7 separate regions of the Mus musculus genome follow, and regions 1, 2, 3, 4, 5 and 7 are each linked to region 6. The links are chromatin contacts, called in public Hi-C, HiCAR-type and promoter capture Hi-C maps. All regions are on one chromosome and are shown on one strand. The core of a region is the stretch at or near the end of the contact, and the rest is flanking DNA. Distances in the headings are between cores, read along the strand shown.

The links. Promoter capture Hi-C pulls out the DNA fragments that hold promoters and counts their contacts. Hi-C and Micro-C count contacts between places; a contact is called where the count stands out from the background. HiCAR-type assays count read pairs that join an accessible place to other places. Capture Hi-C pulls out chosen DNA fragments and counts their contacts.
Region 1: a contact with region 6 is called in a promoter capture Hi-C map of liver, with 4 times the contacts expected there. The contact joins the promoter of Csde1 here to the promoter of Rsbn1 in region 6. A contact is called at or near these places in 3 of 39 promoter capture datasets (liver and pre-B cells) and 1 of 9 other capture datasets (liver).
Region 2: a promoter capture Hi-C map of liver shows a contact between it and region 6, with 3 times the contacts expected there. The contact joins the promoter of Rhoc here to the promoter of Rsbn1 in region 6. A contact is called at or near these places in 5 of 39 promoter capture datasets (cranial neural crest, hippocampal neurons, liver and 1 more), 1 of 484 Hi-C or Micro-C datasets (CD4 T cells), 1 of 115 datasets of contacts at active chromatin or transcription factors (pancreatic cancer cells) and 1 of 9 other capture datasets (adipose tissue).
Region 3: a HiCAR-type map of astrocytes shows a contact between it and region 6, with 2.4 times the contacts expected there. The contact joins the promoter of Sike1 here to the promoter of Rsbn1 in region 6. A contact is called at or near these places in 1 of 115 datasets of contacts at active chromatin or transcription factors (astrocytes) and 2 of 9 other capture datasets (adipose tissue and liver).
Region 4: a contact with region 6 is called in a promoter capture Hi-C map of neural stem cells. The contact joins the promoter of Mov10 here to the promoter of Rsbn1 in region 6. A contact is called at or near these places in 3 of 39 promoter capture datasets (liver, neural stem cells and pre-B cells).
Region 5: a contact with region 6 is called in a Hi-C map of the G1E-ER4 cell line, with 8 times the contacts expected there. The contact joins the promoter of Bcas2 here to the promoter of Rsbn1 in region 6. A contact is called at or near these places in 5 of 39 promoter capture datasets (the 3T3-L1 cell line, hippocampal neurons, liver and 1 more), 1 of 484 Hi-C or Micro-C datasets (the G1E-ER4 cell line) and 1 of 115 datasets of contacts at active chromatin or transcription factors (bone marrow-derived macrophages).
Region 7: a Hi-C map of rod photoreceptor shows a contact between it and region 6, with 5 times the contacts expected there. The contact joins the enhancer-like site here to the promoter of Rsbn1 in region 6. A contact is called at or near these places in 8 of 39 promoter capture datasets (the 3T3-L1 cell line, the C10 cell line, the HPC-7 cell line and 4 more), 2 of 15 datasets of contacts at CTCF or cohesin (the NIH/3T3 cell line and large pre-B cells), 4 of 484 Hi-C or Micro-C datasets (B cells, embryonic stem cells, large pre-B cells and 1 more) and 7 of 115 datasets of contacts at active chromatin or transcription factors (the 230-238 cell line, embryonic hindbrain, embryonic stem cells and 3 more).

What each region holds. Positions count from the first base shown.
Region 1 is chr3:103,018,928-103,021,798 of GRCm38.p6, reverse strand. Csde1 (cold shock domain containing E1, RNA binding) reads right to left here and starts at 1,253. Exons shown (of 19, transcript NM_001161854.2): 1 at 1,130-1,253.
Region 2 is chr3:104,787,772-104,790,471 of GRCm38.p6, reverse strand. Rhoc (ras homolog family member C) reads right to left here and starts at 1,438. Exons shown (of 5, transcript NM_007484.2): 1 at 1,389-1,438.
Region 3 is chr3:102,994,215-102,997,107 of GRCm38.p6, reverse strand. Sike1 (suppressor of IKBKE 1) reads right to left here and starts at 1,368. Exons shown (of 5, transcript NM_025679.3): 1 at 1,141-1,368; 2 at 847-952. The coding sequence starts at 1,299.
Region 4 is chr3:104,816,900-104,819,599 of GRCm38.p6, reverse strand. Mov10 (Mov10 RISC complex RNA helicase) reads left to right here and starts at 1,295. Exons shown (of 20, transcript NM_008619.2): 1 at 1,295-1,664. The coding sequence starts at 1,528.
Region 5 is chr3:103,170,223-103,172,922 of GRCm38.p6, reverse strand. Bcas2 (breast carcinoma amplified sequence 2) reads right to left here and starts at 1,268. Exons shown (of 7, transcript NM_026602.4): 1 at 1,058-1,268; 2 at 883-975. The coding sequence starts at 1,150.
Region 6 is chr3:103,912,684-103,915,383 of GRCm38.p6, reverse strand. It overlaps Rsbn1 (rosbin, round spermatid basic protein 1), which reads right to left and starts at 1,264. Exons shown (of 8, transcript NM_001356556.1): 1 at 231-1,264. The coding sequence starts at 933.
Region 7 is chr3:104,673,920-104,676,626 of GRCm38.p6, reverse strand. No RefSeq gene overlaps it. Among named protein-coding and RNA genes, the nearest start is that of Gm34548, 5.4 kb to the left of the region's middle. Within about 2 kb of position 1,281, at least 184 of the 459 cell types and tissues checked have an H3K27ac peak or open chromatin away from gene starts, as enhancers often do. A contact at or near this core is called in B cells, hippocampal neurons, liver and 3 more, where this site is marked.

The sequences.
Region 1 (2,871 bases), core at 4-2,503, 890 kb after region 6:
AACAAGGAAACTAAGTGGTTTAATAATGTTCAGAATGTTTTCTGCAGTGGAAAGTGTTAAGGAGTACTCCCTGCTCACCTGTGAGTCAGGTTGGAGACCAGCCACAAAGGTGTTTCTAAGGTTAACTCTTTAAAGCAAAAGAACCGGGGCACTAAGATTGGGTATGGTTGAAACGTTCGACGGTCAAATCTTCCAATTTAATTTGCTCTCCGACTGGGGCTCTCACACTAGATAGATACATGACAAAGCCAAGCCATTCATTGCACAATGTAGGCCAGCGCTTGCACCACGGAGGGAGGGCATCACGGAACTCTCCTAACGCATGCCATTTACCCCAGACAGAAAGGTGGGAGACACGTGCCTAGAACGGGGCCCGACTCCTTTTTCAAATGCCAAAGGACAGTTAGGTGTGGAGACCCAGCCACAAGAGAATGTGAGTAAAGGTGTCAATTCCGCCGCGCTAGGGTCAGATGTGGCTGAGGGAACAGAGGTGTCCCGCAGCACTTTCCCTAGATGGAACAGGGTCTCAACCCACACACAAAGAAGGCGCCACTGCCGCACTGCGCTCTGGTAGTCGTAGTAGTATCCCCAAAGCCAGTGACGGCCAAGACAGACAAGGTCCCGAAAAAAAGAACAGGCCCTTCTCCCCGGCCTCTTCCAGCTGCACACAAAGGACCGCGCCACCACCCCCTCACCCCTCCCGCCGGGACTTGTAGTTCCCTTTCCCCCGCCAAGCCGCAGAGGGGGAAGAGGACGGACTACAGCTCCCGGCAGCCTTCGCGCCCGAGCCCCGCACCCTCTGCCTCCATCTTGGCTGCGGTCGGAGTTTCCATTTTCGCTCCCTCCCCCCACTTCAGTCACCGACACCGACACCGACACCGCCGCTACCCGCACCCCCTGGCCTCACCTCCTCACTAAGGCTTCGCGGCCGGCCCTGAGGCCGAGACGGTTGAAGCCAGGGTGAAAAAGGGACGCCTGGAGTAGGAACTCACACTGAACTCTCCTCCATCCGGAATTCTAGGAGTGCCCACTCTGACACTCAGAGGTCCCTCCCGTTAACCTGAGTCTCCTCAGCTGTCTTTAACCTGGCTCGTTGCTACCCCCACTTTAACACTGAGGTCGTACTCACCCCAACAGCTCAGCGCCCCCTCTCCAGCGCCGCCATAAGCAGCACGGCCCGGTACGTAGGAATAAATCTCGCTTCTCTCGCGAGAGTTGCAGGCTCCGAGCGCGTGCACGGGAAGGTGGGGGGAGCGTGCTCTTAGTACGCTTGCGCGCGAGGGCTGAGTGACGCCAGCCGCTGACCTGCGTTTAGCCACACGCAAGCCGGTGACTCTTCTTCTCTACGTTCGCCCCTGGGTAGTGCCAGAAGCAATCTCTGCGTTTAGTGACTCTGCTGCGACGCTGGGGGCGGGGCGAAGGGTGAATTTAGGCGTTCACCCGGTGTTCGCGAGCCCGAAAGCTTTCAGCGACGAGGCTTGAGTAGGAAGGCCTTATGAAGTAGGAACAGTTCTGAGGGCAGATCCGGGAGTGTCGTGAATAAAAAGATTTCACTTTCCTCAGCCATAATCCAGGAGTCCAAATCGCAGTTTCTCTTTAGTCACGGGACAGGCTTTCTCCTGTCTCCTACATTAGAAGGGATTTCATTGCTTTAGAGAAAAGTTTTTAACAAAGTAATTTGTAAAGCTTTTGTCTTCCAGAAACTACATTGCTTGCGACAGACAAAAATAAGCGAGGCTGTATTATCAATAAAATCTAAAATTCCCCAAACCACTTTAACTGTCCGTTTCAGTTACCAGAAGATTTTTGTAGTGTGTCAGTCTGAATAAGTATTTAAAAGGCTGAAAGCAGGCTAAAAGCATAATTCACCTGACTGGAGTAGAGGAGTGGAATGGTTAGATCTAACCATTGCAAAGTTATTTAGGCTGCCCTGTCAATAATCTAGAAAACAATTACTTTACTTTTACTATCTTGTTGGTTTTTTATTTTTGTTTGTTTTTTGAGACAGGGTCTCACATGTAGCACATGCTGCCCTGGAACTCTGGGAAATCTGCCTGCTTCAGCCTAGTGGGATTAAAAGTGTGGACAACCATGCCCAACTTCAGTGGTCCTCTTAACCATTTTGGGTAAAGGGTAGCTCCCTGAGGACACTCCCATCTATTTCCTGCTTCTGTGGGAGAGGAGAACATTCTCATCCTGGTGTACTTTCCTTGCGGGGGAGAGACAGGGACTCACCCAGAACTTGCTGTGTAGATCTAGCTGGCCTAGAACTCATGAGATACCCCCCCCCCTTCTCCTGGCCTGGCATTAAAGGGGCGTGCCACCACAACCTGCCAAGTGTACTTCTTACCCATACTTTCAGTTGGTTATTCAGAGAAACTGCAGACCTCTGTAGACATAGGTAGGGCTTTCAGGGGAACAAATTACATGTAATAAAATAAAATAAGCAACAAATATGAATATTGTCCCCCCACTCTGTGTGTGTGTGTGTGTGTGTGTGTGTGTGTATTGGAGACCCCAGTATTGGAAAAGCCAGAGCCATGAGATACCTGCAAAGCTGAAAGGAGTTAAGATCTGAAGAGCCCTTTGACGTCAGACATGGAGATGAAGTTTGGAGTTTGCAAACTGGTTCTCAGTCTTGCTTTGCAGATTACAGTTAAGAGATTGCACAAATCTCAGAAAAGACTTTGAACTAAGTTGAGACAGTTAAATACTAGGGGGACTTTTATTTTTCCAGACAGAGTTTCTCTGTGTAACAGCCCTGGCTGTCCTGGAACTCACTTTGTAGACAAGGCTGACCTTCAATTCACAGAAATCCACTTACTTTCGTATACCATCACTCCTGGCCAAGTATGGGGACTTTTGAAATTG
Region 2 (2,700 bases), core at 189-2,688, 870 kb before region 6:
CATGAGTCACAGAGAATTTATAGGAGTTGCGTATGCACAGCCACACTTACCACCCCCCATCTCAAGGGGCTTTCCCTGGTACCCCCGAAAGACTGGGAAGAAGGCATTCGCTATGCTGCATATCTCCTTCAAAAATGAGGTCTGAGAGGTATATCCAGGTAACCCACAGGATTTCCTCCAACTTCCCCACCTACTCCCATTAATTCAACCAGTCTAGCTGTACACAGGCTGGCGGGGACAGCCCCAAGCCAGGGTGGGCAGTGTGGATGGAGCGTGATCCCTAGGACACTTAAACACTAGTCACATCCCCATGCGTGAGCCCCGGCTGTCCCACAGCAGCAAGGCGGCTGAGCATCTGATGGTGGGAGGCAGAGGCCGGAACTTCGTGGCTGTGTTAGAGCCTCCAGCTCCGAAGACTTTGCATCTAGGCTCTGCTTAGGCCAGAATAATTGGGGACTCAGGCCAAGCCGGGACATTAGGCCGAAGGCCAACATGGCATGGATGGCCTGGCTAACACTCCCTGTGAAAGGCGGCTCCAGCGGAACTGCCCCACTAACCCTAAGAGAGACAACGAAAACTTCACCCAGGGCCGGGAGAGGGGTCTGGAACTTCTGGGACCTTCCCTAGGACAAGCCACTAGCCTTCCTTATTCTCTTGATTTCCCAGGTGATCCAACAGGCCTTTGTACTCTGCTCCCCCCGAGATCTAGGCGAGGAATCACTCTTCGGGCAACACCTTTTCCTTAACTTTAAAGCCAGAAGTCAAGGAAGAGCTGGACTCCAGCTTTCAGCCCAATTCCCTAACACTCCCTAACTTCCCAAGAGGGTACGAGGAAGAGTTGGGGATTGGGGTGTTTTGTTCTTCCCCACCCCCCTTCACTCTCAGACACATATACACAACACAGGAGCGGGATCTTTCCTAGTCTTCTCAACCTCTCAGCTCAGATCAGCTCCAAAACCCGTCTAGGGCGGCGTCCAGACCCGCCAAGCAGTAGCAGCCTCCAGTGGTCACATCCCATCCCTATTCCCGCCATTCCCCATCCCAGGCCAGAACTCCCACCCCTAGCCAGCCTGAGGCCCTGTTTCTTACTCCCTGCCCGGAACTGGAGCGTCTGGGTTGAGTCGCTCACGGAGATCTAAGTGTGTCCCTGGCCCAGCTAGGGAGGTCCAGAAAGGAAAGACTCAGAAAGGGAAGGACTCTGGGCTCTGGTTCGAGAGCTTGGAAGGCTAGAGCGCCTGGCCCACAGCTTGGGGCGCTCTCTCTTGCCTGGCCCGGAACACCCCCCGCCCCCCAAGCCGCTCCCGGAGCGATCCGGGAATCGGGAAAGTGCTCTCCTCCGAGGTCAGTTCCCACGACGCCTCGCCACCCACCAGCTGGGGCCCCGGTACCTTGGGCTCCACCGCCTCCAGCTGCGCGGCCAGTGCCGGAGGCTGAGACTGACCCGGGCCCCGCCCCACTCTCCAGCACCGCTCTGGGGCGGGTCCATCAAGGGAAGGGGGGGGGGGTCGACGGGGGCGGCCCTTAGCTTGGCCCGCCTCCGCTCCCGGCCCCGGGCGGCCGCAGGTCACCCCGGCTGAGGACCCGGCAAGGGGCGTAGGGCTGGCTGGAGCTGGAGGAACTGTGCCCGGAGATGTCTGGATTGCTGGGTGGTGAGCGGGCGGGTGGGACCCCGGATAACTCGGCCTCTGCCCCACTTCCAACCCGTGGGGGGCGGACCAGCTTCGGGAAAGTTGAGCGGCTTCCAGGGTGGGGTCAGCGAGGGCCACTGCTGCCCTCGCGTGGCCATCCAGACCTCGAAGCTCCAGTATTTCCTACACCCTACCCGTGACCGAGGGGATGGGTTATACAGAAGCTGCCCACTCTCTTATCCAGGAATCACTGCAGTAAGTGCAACGTGACGCTATCCAGAGCCCTGGAGACCTTTTGTGATCTGCAGTCCCCAGCCACCATCGCCTTAAAAGTCCCTTCCTTCCTTCGCTGGGAATTTCCCGACGTCCTGTTAAGAGCACACTCCTGGAAGTGCTGCCGTGTCCTCAGCTGGAAACTGACCTCACACTCCTATTGTATTGTTGTGCTGTTGATCCCAATCTGAGGTGTTACTTACCTGATCCTGTATCTCCTTCCTTATAAAGAGCCAAAGAAATGGGTGTATAAGGAAATCTACCAATGCTTTATTTACTAGTGCTGGATACTTTAAACACACAGGTCTCTAACTCTGGAATAAGTTCACCCATACCCGTTCCCTTTTGCCTGTAAAGAAAATGAAGCCCAGAGAAGTGGTTTCTCACTATTTGTGACAGCAGGAATTTCCAGTGAGGTGAGCCACGATGACACACAAGAAGCAAAGGCAGATGGATCTCTATGAGTTAATTCCAGGCCATCCTGGGCTACAAAAACTAAATCAGTCAAATTTACAAGCAGGCCTGTGAGGCACCCAGGCAGGTGCTGGCTGCCTGCTGCCTGCCATGCTCCCCCTCCTACCTGCCCTCTGTACCATTCAACCAAACTCTGCTCGTCATAGGTTTCAACAAGTATTTCCCAGAATAAATGTATGTCATATGGAGTCTACTGCAGGTGCAGCTGGCCGGGTGGTTCATGCCTGTCATCTCAGCACTCCCGAGGGGGCAGAGTTACCACAAATTCCAGGCCAACATAGGCTGTGGAGTGAAGCTGTCTCAAATCCAGGCAGACAACATACGT
Region 3 (2,893 bases), core at 119-2,618, 920 kb after region 6:
ACGTGAACAGTGTACCTGAAAACCAACTCTCTAGGCAGTAGAGTCTTGTGCAAATAAAATGGGACGTGTAATCACGAGGCACGGATTTGAATTCAGTTTTCTAATTGACTTCTCAGAAGCAAAAATGAGCTCATTAAAATTAAAAAAAAAAAACTACATTTTGTTGATTTGTGTGAACCACGGCACATGTCGGGTCAGAGAAGAACCCCCAGGAGTCAGTTCTCTCCTTAAACCACGTAGGCCCTTGGAATGGCCTCAGATCCTCCAGCTTGGCAGTTCAGGCCTTCTGGCTGGTTCCAACTGGTGTCTGTGAACCTGTTTCTTAGCTGCATTGTGTAAATACTTGGTCAGGGGCATAGAGTGGAATGGCAGATGTAAAAGGGCTCCATCAGACAACTACCATCCTGCTGTCATCAACAACCCTAAGACTATGTATTTGGGGGACGAAGTTCTAGCCTTCCATCTTGCACAGGAACATTAAAGAAACGTCGATCTTAACTTTAGTGTTCACTCTAATATCGAAATGTTACATTTGGAGACTATGAACTTTAGTTATAGAAGCCTCCATTTGGTATGTGGTCACTCCCCAGCCATCTAACAATTCAACTCTGCTAAACTACTGAATACATCTTTCAAGGTCATCAACCAGGAAGACTTTTAAAAGAGCAATCTAACAGATTTTACTGTTACCAGTTGACCCTTGAAGCACTGATCTAAATATATGTATGCGATGTGCACGCTTGTGAACTGTTCAGGCACTTGTGTAAGAATGTCCAAAGTAGTATTACCAGAAAAAAAAAATCCTAGACACACACACACACACACACACACACACGCCTGACTAACCTCTGTTTTCCTGCTGTAAGTCTCTAATCTGGGTATTCTCTTGAGACAGCAGAATGTGAGGTTTATATTTAGACATGTCCTTCACGTCGGATGCATCCTCTTGATACTGGACAGAAAGACAGACTAAGGCACTGTAAACATGGGCAGGTGCTGCGGAGGAGGCAGCAGTCCCACCCACGACACAGGAAGCTCACACATCCGCCCTGCCCTCCAGACCAAGATAAATCAGGCCGCGCGACCCCACCCACCCGCCCGCAGCGTCCACCCCTGGGCGCGGCTCGGCCCCCGGCCGACCTGCTCGGGTAACACGGCGCCCGCCTCCCGCATCGCCGCCACCCGCCGGTGCAGCGCAGCCGACTGGTCCACCAGCGACTCGGCCGCCGCATCGTGCTCGCGCAGCCGCTCCAGCAGCGTCTTGGCGTCCGTCAAGATCTTCTCGATCGTGCAGCTCATAGTGGCCGAGGAGGCGCGCCGGGCCCGCTAGCCTAGGCGCTTCGCTCAGACCTTACCCGGCCCTGGCTCAGCGCGAATCGCGTCACTTCCGGGTGCACTTTAAAGGCGTGGTGGCATCTCGGTCGGCGCCTGCGCAGAGGTGGACTCTTGGTTACCCTCAGGCTTCGCCACAGCCTTAGCCTTTCTAGGGTGGAGCAGCAGAGGTCGGATTGGTGCCACATCCTGGTTTTTCACGAAGTTATTTCTGTTCCGGTCTTAGTTCAACTTTTCTTCTGGTTTTGATTGATGTAGTTTGTTATTTAGTAATGGGATTGTAACAAACTGATGAAACAGATACTCACCCCCAATAAGTGGTAAAATACACCGGAACCTCTCCTTTCCTCCCTCCCTCCTTCCATTTCTTCTCTTCTTTCTCCTCACCTCCCCCTTTTCCTTTTTTCCTTCCCTCCCTTCTTCCTTTAAACGGTGAGCAGTGTCTGGGAATGACATCTGAGGTTGTCCTTTGACTTCCACAACTGCACTTGTGTATGCAATCAGTTAGATGCACACGCGTGTGCACATACACAAAGGAAAATCTTTCCTTAGTGCAATGTTGGAAGCCTTTTGATTTGGGAGCTATTCTGCTATTCTACAGCACTATGGCTGACTGTGTTTAACGAGTACGGTGGCTGACAGGGAATTCTTTCCTAAAATATTTTTGTCCAAAAGAGTCTAGGACAGTAGAATAGTAGTAATGCTGTGTTTTAAAGAATCATTTTCCCTGTCCTACAGTCTCTTTTATCTTGAGTTCAGATGTAAAGTTTAGAAACACGTGATGTTTGGTGTACTTTTGTGATTTGGGGAAATGCCTATTGTAAAAATTTTACACTTACAAAACTGTGTTAAGAGGTTGCCTCTGGGAAGATGAAATAATTTTCATTCGGAAGGAAAACAACTTTGGGAAAACAGAATAATAGCCTCGAATAAGTTTACAACAAAGACCAGGATATATTTGCAAACGTTTTGTGAGGAGCGTTTCCCAGGACTCTTAGAAATACTTGAGGAGTACACAACCCCCTTGAAGTCACACAGGATGAGGGCTCAGATTATGTGAGCTGGACATTAAGGGGTAAAGATCCCCTCAGTTCTGGAGAAATTGGGGGACACTTGAAGGTTGTACTGGTAGCCCAAATAAACTTACCTAAGGCATGTGGGCATAGGTTAGGACATTAGGAAGGGCTGAAGTGGGGACAAGTTTTCGGTTGCCAGCAGTATAAGTCTCAGGTGAGAAGGGAGGGGCCTCTCCTGATGCTCCCAGCCACCGTGCATGAGAATACCCAACTGTGAACAGGCTAGTTTATTTGTTTCTAACATTTCACTTAGTTTCCCCCCCTTGTCTCCCTGGTATTCTTTAACTCTTAATTCCTTACATTTATATATTGGATTGTAGCTGTTGGGCCCTTGGTCTTGTCTCAAGGACTTGGTGCATGTGCAAGTGTGCAGAGAAACACAGAGAGATAGAGAGAGAGAGAGAGAGAGAGAGAGAGAGAGAGAGAGAGAGAGAGAAGAGAGAAGAGAGATGAAAGAGTGAAAGAGAAGAGAGGAGAAAAGAGAG
Region 4 (2,700 bases), core at 46-2,545, 900 kb before region 6:
TTTGTTTTTGAGACTGTCCTGCTGTGTAACCCAAAGTGGCTCAGACTCTTAGTAGACCTTCCTCAGACTCTCAAGAAGTGGGATTACAGGCTTGGACCACTGTGCCCCAAAACAACAGTACTTTTTAGAAGTCTATTATCTTCTCTGAGCCTGCATCATATAAAGTGGATGGGAAGGTCTGGAGGTGTTAAGCATCTGGCTACTCCTAGTTTTTCCCTCGAGTTTACATCAATTTCTAGGACGTAAGATTTCCCTGTTCCTGTAGTCTCCATTCCTGACTGCATAGCATACTCTTGGCTTAGGAGTAGTTAACCAAGGGGGAACTTGACCCTGTTCAGGGCATTCCCTACCCTGGGTTAGACTGTTGCTGCCTATAAGGAACCTTGGAGAACAGTAACTTTGATACATGTGGAATTCTGGTAGATTAAGCCTTTCTCACTTTCTCATTGTAGTGTGTATGGGGTTTGTTTGTTTTGGGTTTTGTTTTTGTTTTTTAGTTTCATTCCAGGGGATAAATAGGTGCAGAAGGCTTGTTTTACATTTGTTGTTATAGTAGCCCCACCCCTTAGTTTGCCTAAGCATATTGGTCTACTTCTTTTCCTGGTACTAATGTTGTCAGTGTTAACCATTTATTGCCTAGCACGCCTGGCTCTCTAGGTGCTAATGTTTTTTTGACTGGCTGGGCAATCATGATTTACTGCCAATAAGTAGTGAAGAGTAACACAAACCGAGTGCCCAAATGCATAGCTCAAGAGCAAGAATCTCCAACCTTGAAGTATTATGAAGCCTGTGTGACCCAGAAAAGCAAGGACTGGGTCTTGGCAGAAGCTCTTGTCCCTCTCTCCCACACGCACACCCCTTTATCTATAGAGACACTTGCTCTCCCTCCATCCATTCCCCACACACACACACACACACACACAACTTTGACTTCTGCCTTCCTCTGTATCAGAAAGCCAGAGGAGGGAGGGAATGGGGGAGGGGGCGTGCCGCTCGCTTCCGTACTGGTTTATGTCCCTGGCAGTCTGGGGGAGGTGCTGGACGAGCGGCCCCAGTCCAGCTGCAGCCGACCCATGTCCGGGGCTCTGCCCTTTGCTCTGCAGCTTTTCTATGTCCCGAGGCTCTGGAGAGTGGGCGTGGGAGTAGCCCTAGCTGAGGCTCCAAGGTCCTCCGGGCTGTTTAGGGGGCCCCAGGCGATATCCACGTTCGGATCCTGGCTCGCTGCCAGGGGAGGGAGCTCGGGGTAAGGGGAGGGCCCTGAGGGAGGGGTCAGACTCCTTAGGAAAGAGTTAATGTGAAGGGGGGGAGGGGATAGGACGAAGAGACCGAAAGGAAGGCTCAGGTAGGAGAAGGACGGAGGAGGGGAGGCAGTCGGGGAGAAGGTGGCTGGCCGGAGCAGACGTCAGAGGTAGGGGGCTTTTCCCCTTTGCACCCTCACCCCAGACCAGCCAACTCTAAACCGCGGCGGCGACTTTCAGTTTCATTTCCGCGGACCCTCCTGCCTGGGCCGCAGCCGCCGCCGCCGCGATGCCTAGCAAGTTCAGCTGCCGAAAGCTCCGGGAGACCGGCCAGAGGTTCGAGAGTTTTCTGGCCGAACGTGGACTGGACCTGGAGACAGATCGTGAGCGGCTGCGGACGATTTACAACCACGACTTCAAGCCCAGGTACGGGCCGGCCCACCACGGGCCCCAAGACGCGGGGCCAGCGCCCCGGGTGGTGGGGCCACCTTCCCGCCGCGGGTGCACAGGGATGCAGCCCGGGGCCGATCAGGCCGGTCCGGTCCTGGCAGACCTACTCCGTCGTCTGCCCACGCCCAGCCAGCGCCACCCGTAGCCCGCCCGCTCTGCACAGCCCAGCCCGGCGGGGAGGGGTCGGTGCCCACGCGCGGCTCGCGGTGGTCGGGGCTCGATGGTGGGGGAGGGGAGTCCCACAGGGAAGGCGCTGCAGGCGCGGGCCAAGCGGGGATCCCCGCCCCCTTGTTAAGGGAGGACTGCCTGCAGGGTCCACGCTGCGGGAGAGCTGAAGAGGCCCAGGGTAGGCGGGAGAATCTCGGGGAGCTTTAGGGAGAAAAGAACACAAACTGCGTAGGCAATCAAACCTCCCTTAGCACCTGTGGCTTCTCCATGGAGACTCGGGGCCAGGGACAGCCTCCTAGAGGCCCCTTTTCCCTATGGCTGAAGATATTTGGTTTCCTTTTCCTGTTACCACCCAAGTAAAAAAATCAAAGAGACTTCTGTCAAACCATAGACGAACACCTCTAGCAACAGGCTGCTGCTATGGATGGAAGCCGGAGAAGCAATTTAGCTGGGATGAGTGTAAAGAGGTGCACTAGTAAGCAGGGGAATGGGATTGGGCCTTAACAGATTTTGAGAGATTTGCCTTGCAACTGACCAAAATGCTAGTATGGGTGAGATATGGCTGCTGTTACGTGATTTGGGGCGAGTTTTAGACGGAATTAATAATGATAGTGTAGCTTGAGGCTAGGGGAGAAGGTAGGAGTCCGCGTTAACCAGAATATTACTGTTATTCATGAACATGTCTTAAAAGGAACATTAAAAGGGTTGAGTGGCTTCTTGAAATAGAGGCAAAGACCTGTATTATGCTCTACCCTGTGCTGGGTACTGTGGGAACACACAGATGAAAACTATGCAGTACGCAAGGTATGATATGCATACAGCATAGTCTATAGTATGCCATACA
Region 5 (2,700 bases), core at 19-2,518, 740 kb after region 6:
TGAAAACAGCTTTAATCCCAGCCCCACGTCACGTTGTAATTCACAACACACAACAGTCTTGAATCATTTCAGGAAGTCTCCGCTGCTGCATGACGAACTGACACAGTGTAAACTGTTTGGGTACAGTGTAAATGGTGAAGTCACATGATGTAACATGGACCAGAGCTTAGATCTGGGACTTGAGTTTTCAATTAATTTCTGGGTTAGTACTTTTTACTCTTGCCAAATTTCTTGCAGCTCCCACATCAGTTATGAAACCCCCACTGAGGAGTCACAACCCAGTTTAAAAACCTGGCATCTAGATCCGAAGTATCACACATCCCTGCGCATGGAGCAGTCTCCTTTCAGCCTGAAAGTGCTTCTAACAACATCTAAGTGGTGTTTTTTGGTTGCACTTGTAGAATAACCACTTAAAAACAGCATGCAGTTAGACATGCTTGTTCAGGCATTCATACACCTGTTAACTATCTGAGACTTGGTACAAAAGAATCTCCCTCCAGGGGTGGCAAAGAGTACAGGTACTTAAGATTATAAATATTAAAATCTCGTGAGTGATACCTGTTCTTGAGTGGACCTTAGAGAATAAAGGGCCCTTTTGTGAAATGTACCATGACTCTTCTACACACACACACACACACACACGGAGGTGCACACTATTAAACAAATCTGCAGAAACTAATGGAGCATTTCGCAGGTTCTTGTAGTACGAAGCCCGTGACATGCGCATCTGGCGGTTTCAAACCGACTCACACCTACATGGCACTCAGTACGAGCTGCAGGCACCAGCTAACTTGGAAGGTGGAGTTCACTTTACACAGCTAAAGCCCTCACTCCCGTATCAAAGTCCGCAAGCCTCCTGGCTTACTTCAAAGGCACACTTACTTCAAAGGCAGAATAATCCGGGGCCGTCAGGTAGCTCAGGTAGTTCTTGGTAGGTCGGTATCTGCGCGTCTCCTCCTCCACCAGGGCCGCCGCCTAAGAACGAGAACAGGCCAGGGTCGCGGCGGGAAAGGGCGGCGTGCCTTCGGCGGACCCGCCGCACATGACCCGCACTCACCGCTTCCCGCACGCCGGGTGCCTCATAGCCTTGGTCAAAATATGGTAGCGCATCTACCACCACCTCTCCGGCTACCAAGCCCGTGCCCGCCATCGCGCGGCACTAGGCTTCAAGAGCGCCTTCTGAGTCTGCGCAGCCTCGGTTCTAATTCCACTGCGCCTGCGCCTGGAATGACGTCACACACGCCGCTGCCTTTGGGGCTTCGATTCGGGCGCACGCGCAGTTGGTAATTATAGCCACTAGGCTCTAAGCCTAAGCATCACGTGCTGGCGTGCCGGGGTGCCTTTCTTTGTATGGGTGCCGTTTTTTTTTTTTTTTTTTTTGAAGGAGTGGGTAGGGCAGACTTCGGAAGAGGTGGTTGCTGGACTTGGCTGGAGGGGAGAAATATATTTTCCACATCCTTTAACCTTCCATTGTTTAGACTCACATAGTGCTGGGCTTCTAGCGCTCCCTTGCTTTATCCTCATTTCGCAGCCGGTCCCTTAAGAATGTTCTTTTATAGAAACTAGAAATGTGCGCCTATTTTCCAATTAAATTTTTAGATCCAACAACCTGAGGGGTGCGGCTCAATGGCAAAACCAGGTCAGTCCGCAGCACTGCAAACACCTCATCCCTTCCATGACTGTAATTATAACTATAAAATGCCTCATTTTAGAAGCTCTGCCTTGGAGTGGAGGCAACTCAGGGGAGAGCTAGAAGCCCAGAAAAAGGGAAACTCACAGGAATATGCTAGGGTGACCATAAGACTTGAAGCAACAGGGGATATAGGACCTGAAATGGCCACCTCCTGGAACCAGGCAAGACTTCCAATGGATTGATGGGGACACCAATCTACCCACAAAACCAAAATTTGTCCTGCTTACAAGATGTGTGGGGATAAAGATGGACTAGAAACTGAGGGGATGATCAAGGCCCAACTTGAGACTCATCCCATGAGAGCAAGCCCACCCCTGACACTATTAATGTTTTGCTACACTTCCAGACAGGAGAGGCTTCGCCCAACAGCTGCTGGAAACAGATGGAAAGATCCACAGCCAAACATTAGGCAGAGCTCTGGGAATCTTGTGGAAGAAGGGGAGGAAGGAATGAAGGAACCAGAAGGGTCAAGGACACCACAAAAAAAGCCATACAGAATCAACTAACCTGGTCCCGCAGGGGTTCACAGAGACTGATCCACCAACCAAAGAGGCTGCAATGGACAGTCCTGGATCCTTACACACATGTAACAGATATGCAGCTTCTGTGGGACCCCTAACAGCTGGAGCAGGGGCTGTCTCTGACTCTGCCTTTGGACCCCCTTCCCCTAACTGGGCAGCCTTGTCTAGCCTCAACAGAAGATAGGCCTAGTCTTACTGCAACTTGCTATGCCAAGGCTGATATCCACGGGAGGCCTCCCCTTCTCTGAGGAGAAAGGGAGAAGATGGGGAAAGGAGAGAAGAGAGGGAGTAGGAGGATAGGTGGGAGGGAAGGCTGTGATCAGATAAAATAATGAGAAAATCTTGCTATTTTTTGTCTTTAGGGCCTATACAAAACCCAATCATTTTTGCCTTTAGGATTTGTGGTAATAAAATATTACTCCACGTTGCCTCTCAACCCCTCAGGCTGTAGTTAGCATACATTCTTTGTAAAATATCTTCCAGACT
Region 6 (2,700 bases), core at 15-2,514:
ATTTGAAAATAAATGTTGCAAAGGCTCCGGGGGAACTGCAAACAGGGATGGAAACTGACAGCTCGGCCTCAGAGAGAAGCCTCAAGTAGGTCAAACTGTGGCAACCGCCTGCAATCCCGAGTCCACTCCAGTGGGCTCAGGGGAGTAGAGCGGCGTCTTTCAGTCCTAAAGGGGCGGGATATGGGCACTGAGACCTACAGCCCGAGCCCCAGCGGTTCGCCTGCTCTCACCTCTCTTGGGGGCCTTGATCAGAGGCACCCCTCCGCTCCTTTCGCCGTTTTCCTGCTTGTCCTTGTGCTTGAGATCGCCCGGAACGCAGGCGCCGGGGTCACCATCGGAGCCGCGGTGGTGATGGTGCTTGTGCCGCTCCTTGTGGCCCTTATGCTTGGGCCCGGCCGCGCTCACCGTCAGAGGCGAGAAGGTGAAGAGGGCCGAGGTGCCCGGGGCCGGGAGCGGGGCAGCGACAGTGGGCCCGGCGGGTGCCAGCGACGGTGGCGGCGGAGGCGGCAGGAGCAGAGGTTCAACAGGGCCCGGGACGGTTGGGGCGGCATTCGTTGGAGGCAGCGGCCCGGGATGTTGGCGGCTACGACGCCGCCGATGAGGGGGAGCGAGAGGGGGGTCCTGGCTCGGCCGCCCCCGCTTCTCCTGAGAACCCCCGCTGCTCGCCCGGCGCTGCCGCTTCACTCCCCGCGGCGAAACCCCAACATGGGGTTTCTCCTTCCCTTCTTTGTCCGGCTCCTCCTGCGCCGCCACCGCCCGTACTACGCGAACCGCTCCGACCTGCGCAGCCATTTCACCCACAAACACACATTTAAATGGCCCGACCGCCCCCCCGTCCGCGGTTCGCGCAAGCGCTGCCCGCGCATGGCCCGCTGGGCATTGGAGTCTCTCCCCCACCCTCCACTGATCGGTCGTTCTCGTAGACCTGAACATGCCGGAAACGGCAGTTCCGACACCTCTCCGCAGACCTCGCCAACCGAGCTTCTATTGTAAAGCACCCTGGACGCGCAAGGCCTTGCGGGAGTTGTAGTTCCACCGCCCTTCGCGTTCTTCCCCCTCCCCCTCCGCCCCCACTTTGCTCTCTGAGTGGAGGAGCGGAGGGGAGCGTGCGCCTAGGCACGCTTCGGGGTGCCACGCAACTGCCGCCCTCCGGCGAGTTGCCGCCAACCGCCCTAACCGCCCAAACAATGTTAATAGCTTTCAGAGTCTCGCCGTGTGTTCAGGCGCTCCACTTCCAGTGTTCCTCCTTCATCTTGCCCGGAGGTGGTCTCCATAGTGACTTTTCAATTTCGTATTTCTCCCCATAGCCTTTGTGAGGTAAAAGAATCTCCAGTTTACCCTTGACAAACCAGGAGGAAAAGAATTTCGGAATATGTAAAACGACGGTTTCGCTGTAGAACATTGTAAAGCTGCTATTCAGAAAAGAAAAAAAAAATTTTTTTGAAGCATTTCCTATAGCACTGCTGTGGCGACCGCTGCAGGCTCAAGGCAGGTGCAAATGTTGCCTTAGGCGTTCCCTGAGCGCAGCTCCGCCTTGCCAGAGTCACTTTTCCCTCCAATTCTTGGAAAGGTAGAATCCAGCATTTTTGTTGAACATACAGCTATAGTTAACAACAAAAAAAAATGTCTCGATAGAAATTTTTAATTTTTTTTCAACCCATACATATAAATTTGCAAATGTGAAAAGCGCTGTCAACCTGACACTGTTCGCCAGGAGATGGTGTTTACTCAGAAATCCGTTTTGAGTTTCATTACTTTAGCTTTTTACCTAGAATTGCATTTAAGTCCTTGAGAAAGCTATTTGGAAATAACCGACTACAATGATGTACTAGGCATATAAAAGACACTGTGGTTTAACACCACTAGTTCCCAGAGAAGTAACTTAGGCTGAGTGAACTTCTGTAATAAAAGTTATCGTTTAAAATAGAGAAGTTCTTGAACACCTACTGGGTATACATTGTACTACAATAAACAAGTAACAATACAGGTCAATTTGCCCTAGCATTTGGGTTTCCCAACAAAAAGTATTAAAGCGCAAATAATACTGTTGCTAGGCTGTATTTTCATAAGTAAAAATATTAAACTGATAGGGAAAGTAAAGCCAACCCTTTACAATAATAAAGAGCCATTAAATTATTTACTGTATAAAACTAGATTTGAAATATAATTTACTTAGAAGAATCCATAGTCATATAGAAATACATTTTCAAATCACCAGTACCTTTAAATGGTTGTGAACATAAATTCGTTTTATGTGGACACGTTTATCTATAGGGCCTTTTCTATGAAGAACACACTATCAAAAAAGAAAGTTAAAGTGCTAACAAAAAGTAACCGCTGTTGATTTTTTTTTCTTGAATTGGTAAGTGAATAACTGGGTAAACATACATACAGTTGGACACCTCATAGCAATACAGAAGTGATCACTGCCGTTATTTGTACATCATCTTTCCTTCTTTTACGCAACAATTGGGGAAATTGAGGAGATACACTCCGTTTAGACATTTAGTCATTTTCACAAGCAGTACTGCAAGCACAAAGGAAGGAGTGCTTTGTTTTCTAACTAAAACCTTTAGTCAGTCGTGATGGAGCACGCTTGCAATAGCAGCGGTCTGCAGCTTGGAGAAGGATCAATAGTTTGAGGCCAGCCTAGGGCTGCATAGCAAAATCTATTTTTTAAAGTTATTTTTAATATTAAGG
Region 7 (2,707 bases), core at 32-2,531, 760 kb before region 6:
CAGTTCCCAGCATCAAATAATCAATCAGCCAATCAAAAGGTGGCACTCTTTAAATCCCAGAACTCTGGAGGTAAAGGTAGGTAGATCTCTGTTAGTTCCAAGCTGGCCAGGGCTGCTGCATCGTGAGACCATCTCAAAAACAAAAACAAAAACAAAAAAACAACAAAAACTCACATAGAAGCCGGGCGTGGTGGCGCATGCCTTTAATCCCAGCACTCGGGAGGCAGAGGCAGGCGGATTTCTGAGTTCAAGGCCAGCCTGGTATACAAAGTGAGTTCCAGGACAGCCAGGGCTATACAGAGAAACCCTTTCTCAAAAAACAAAAAGACAAAACAAACAAACCAACAAACAAAAAACAAAAAAACCTCACAAAGATAGGTTAACTGGGCTTGTACAGGTTAGCCCAAAGGGGATTTCCTATTCATAACAGCTAAACTGGCTTACTTGGAATTACAGCTATTTCTCTTTTTGCCATCATCATCATCGTCACTATCATCAGTGAAGGTTGGTAAACAACCTGGTTTTGGCTCCACTAAGCATGATTGACTTATCTTTGCCTTAGCTATGTGCCCAGTACCAATAGCCTCCCATAAATCTTAACGCTTGAAAGTCAGCTCGCATTCCCTCCGGTGGATAAATTGTCAAAGCCCAGTTGATGATGGGTGACTCTGGTTTTCTTGCGAACTTACTCTGGTTTTGTAATTTTGTTTTTGTTTTCCTTTCTTTCACTTCCTAGACGAAGCCCTTTCAGAGTGGGCAGGGAGACAGACACATGAGGAAATTCACTTCAGCAGGGCATCTGCTAAGCGTGGCAGGATTCCTGCTCCAGACTCTCAAAGCCTCCTATTAATGGAAAGAGCAGGTTAACCTGGTCTGACCGACAGGAAGCCACCGTACAGGAATAGGTGGAGTTCTGACATCCGGTGGGGACAGCTGGGGGGAGCGGATGGGGGAGGGGACACCTAGGTGTGCCAGGGGAGCCGAGGTAAAGCTAAGGTCCAGGGGGCCAGCGTGCTGGGTGGCTATGGGCCACACGAGGGCGCCGCACACTGCCACGTAAGGGCCTGAACTGTCTCTACGGAGCTATGTCGGAGAAAAGGCTTTGATGGGAAAGAGGGTGGGCGGAGACCATCCTGGGTGTCCAGCGACGGGCCCCTCTCTTGTTCCTTGAAGGTCGGCGTGAGGTCTCCCTGGACTTGGAACAGCCGCTGTTCAGGTCCTGAGGAATTAACGCCTCTGTAGATCAGGTCCAGCTGTGTGTAGGAGGGAGGATGTTTGCGGTCACTGGGGTGTGTTGTGTTAGGAATGACCGCAGTACTGGGGTGTGAGGGTGGGTGCGTGGATTTCTCCAGAGGTGTAGGTGGGAGGGAGTAGACAGTTTCTACTCCCAGGGGGCTGGCGCTAGTGTCTTCTAGGAGCAGCACTTAAGGCAAGATGTAGACCCCATTAGAATCAGACGATCTTCCCATCAGAGGAAGTCCCCCATTTGGAAACAGTCAGGATGAATGGTTGCTTTAGCTTGGCCAAGCTGCTGGGGTAAACGCCTCAAGCAGAAGCTGCATCAAAGCCTGGAGCCTGTCCAGCCATGCAGCTCAAGCACCCGGTGTCACCGAGATTTGTCCAGGGGGCACAGTGGAGATCTTGTGACCCAGGAAATAGCACTGGTCTTAGTTTAGATCAGGACATTTCCCCCTGAAAGCTGCGTGGGACAGTGGCTTGGAGCCCAGATTGGGGGGGGGGGGGAGGGATGGGAGGGGCAGCTGGAGGCTTCTGCCCACTCTCACCTTTGTCACCCAATAGCTACTTCACATGAGTCAGCTCTGCAGGCTGTACCCTGGCCTGAAGGCTCAGCCTGGGATTTGAAGGCATTAGAGTTGGTAGAAATTAACCCCCAGGATGTGAGCTTCGGGCTCGTAGGCTGAGGCTCTAGCAAGGGAAGAGGACATCCTGAGGACTGGGTGTAAGCAAGCAGAAACACGGGGAGCCTAGGCAATGCCCAGGAGGACTGCAATGGGCCAGGGAACACCAGGAAGGGTCAGTGTGAACCCAGGACTCTTGAGAACTCCAGTCGCTTCCTCTCTGCGGATCCAGACACCTCTACCATCCAGCCCCGCCCAGGCAGCTGCAATTCCTCAGCCAAATGACCCGAGACAAGAGTAAGAGGAAAACAGCTTTCTGAGCCTGCCTCTAGGGGAAAGAAGGACTATAAGAAGCAGGGATCCAGGACACAAGGTCACCGGGAAGCAGTCATGAATGTCAGGCGTGAAGGGGTGGAGATTTCAGGTCAGGGAGCTAAGGGTACACAGCTCAGTGACAGCATTTGCTTAAGAGGCCCTGGCGACAGGGTTCAGGCCTCACTACTGGAAAAAAGATTTTTCTTAGCTTATGCACAAATGGTCACGTGACATTGATAAGCAAGAGTGACTTAACCCAACACAACTCCAGTTTCACCAGCTGCAAAACTACCCTGAGGTGTTTGCAAATTTAGGAGTAAGGTAGGTAAAGGCATGCCCGTCAGGGCATGGTGATGATGGCTCACACCAGTAATCCCAGCACTTGAGAGGGTAAGGTAGAACCAATGTGGGTTTGAGACCAGCCTAACTACAGAGTTAGTTCCAGGTTTGCCTGGGCTAAGGGGAGACTGTAAACAAATAAAAAACAAAACAAAACAAAACAAAAATTTTATTGTCTTTCAACCCTAGGGGTG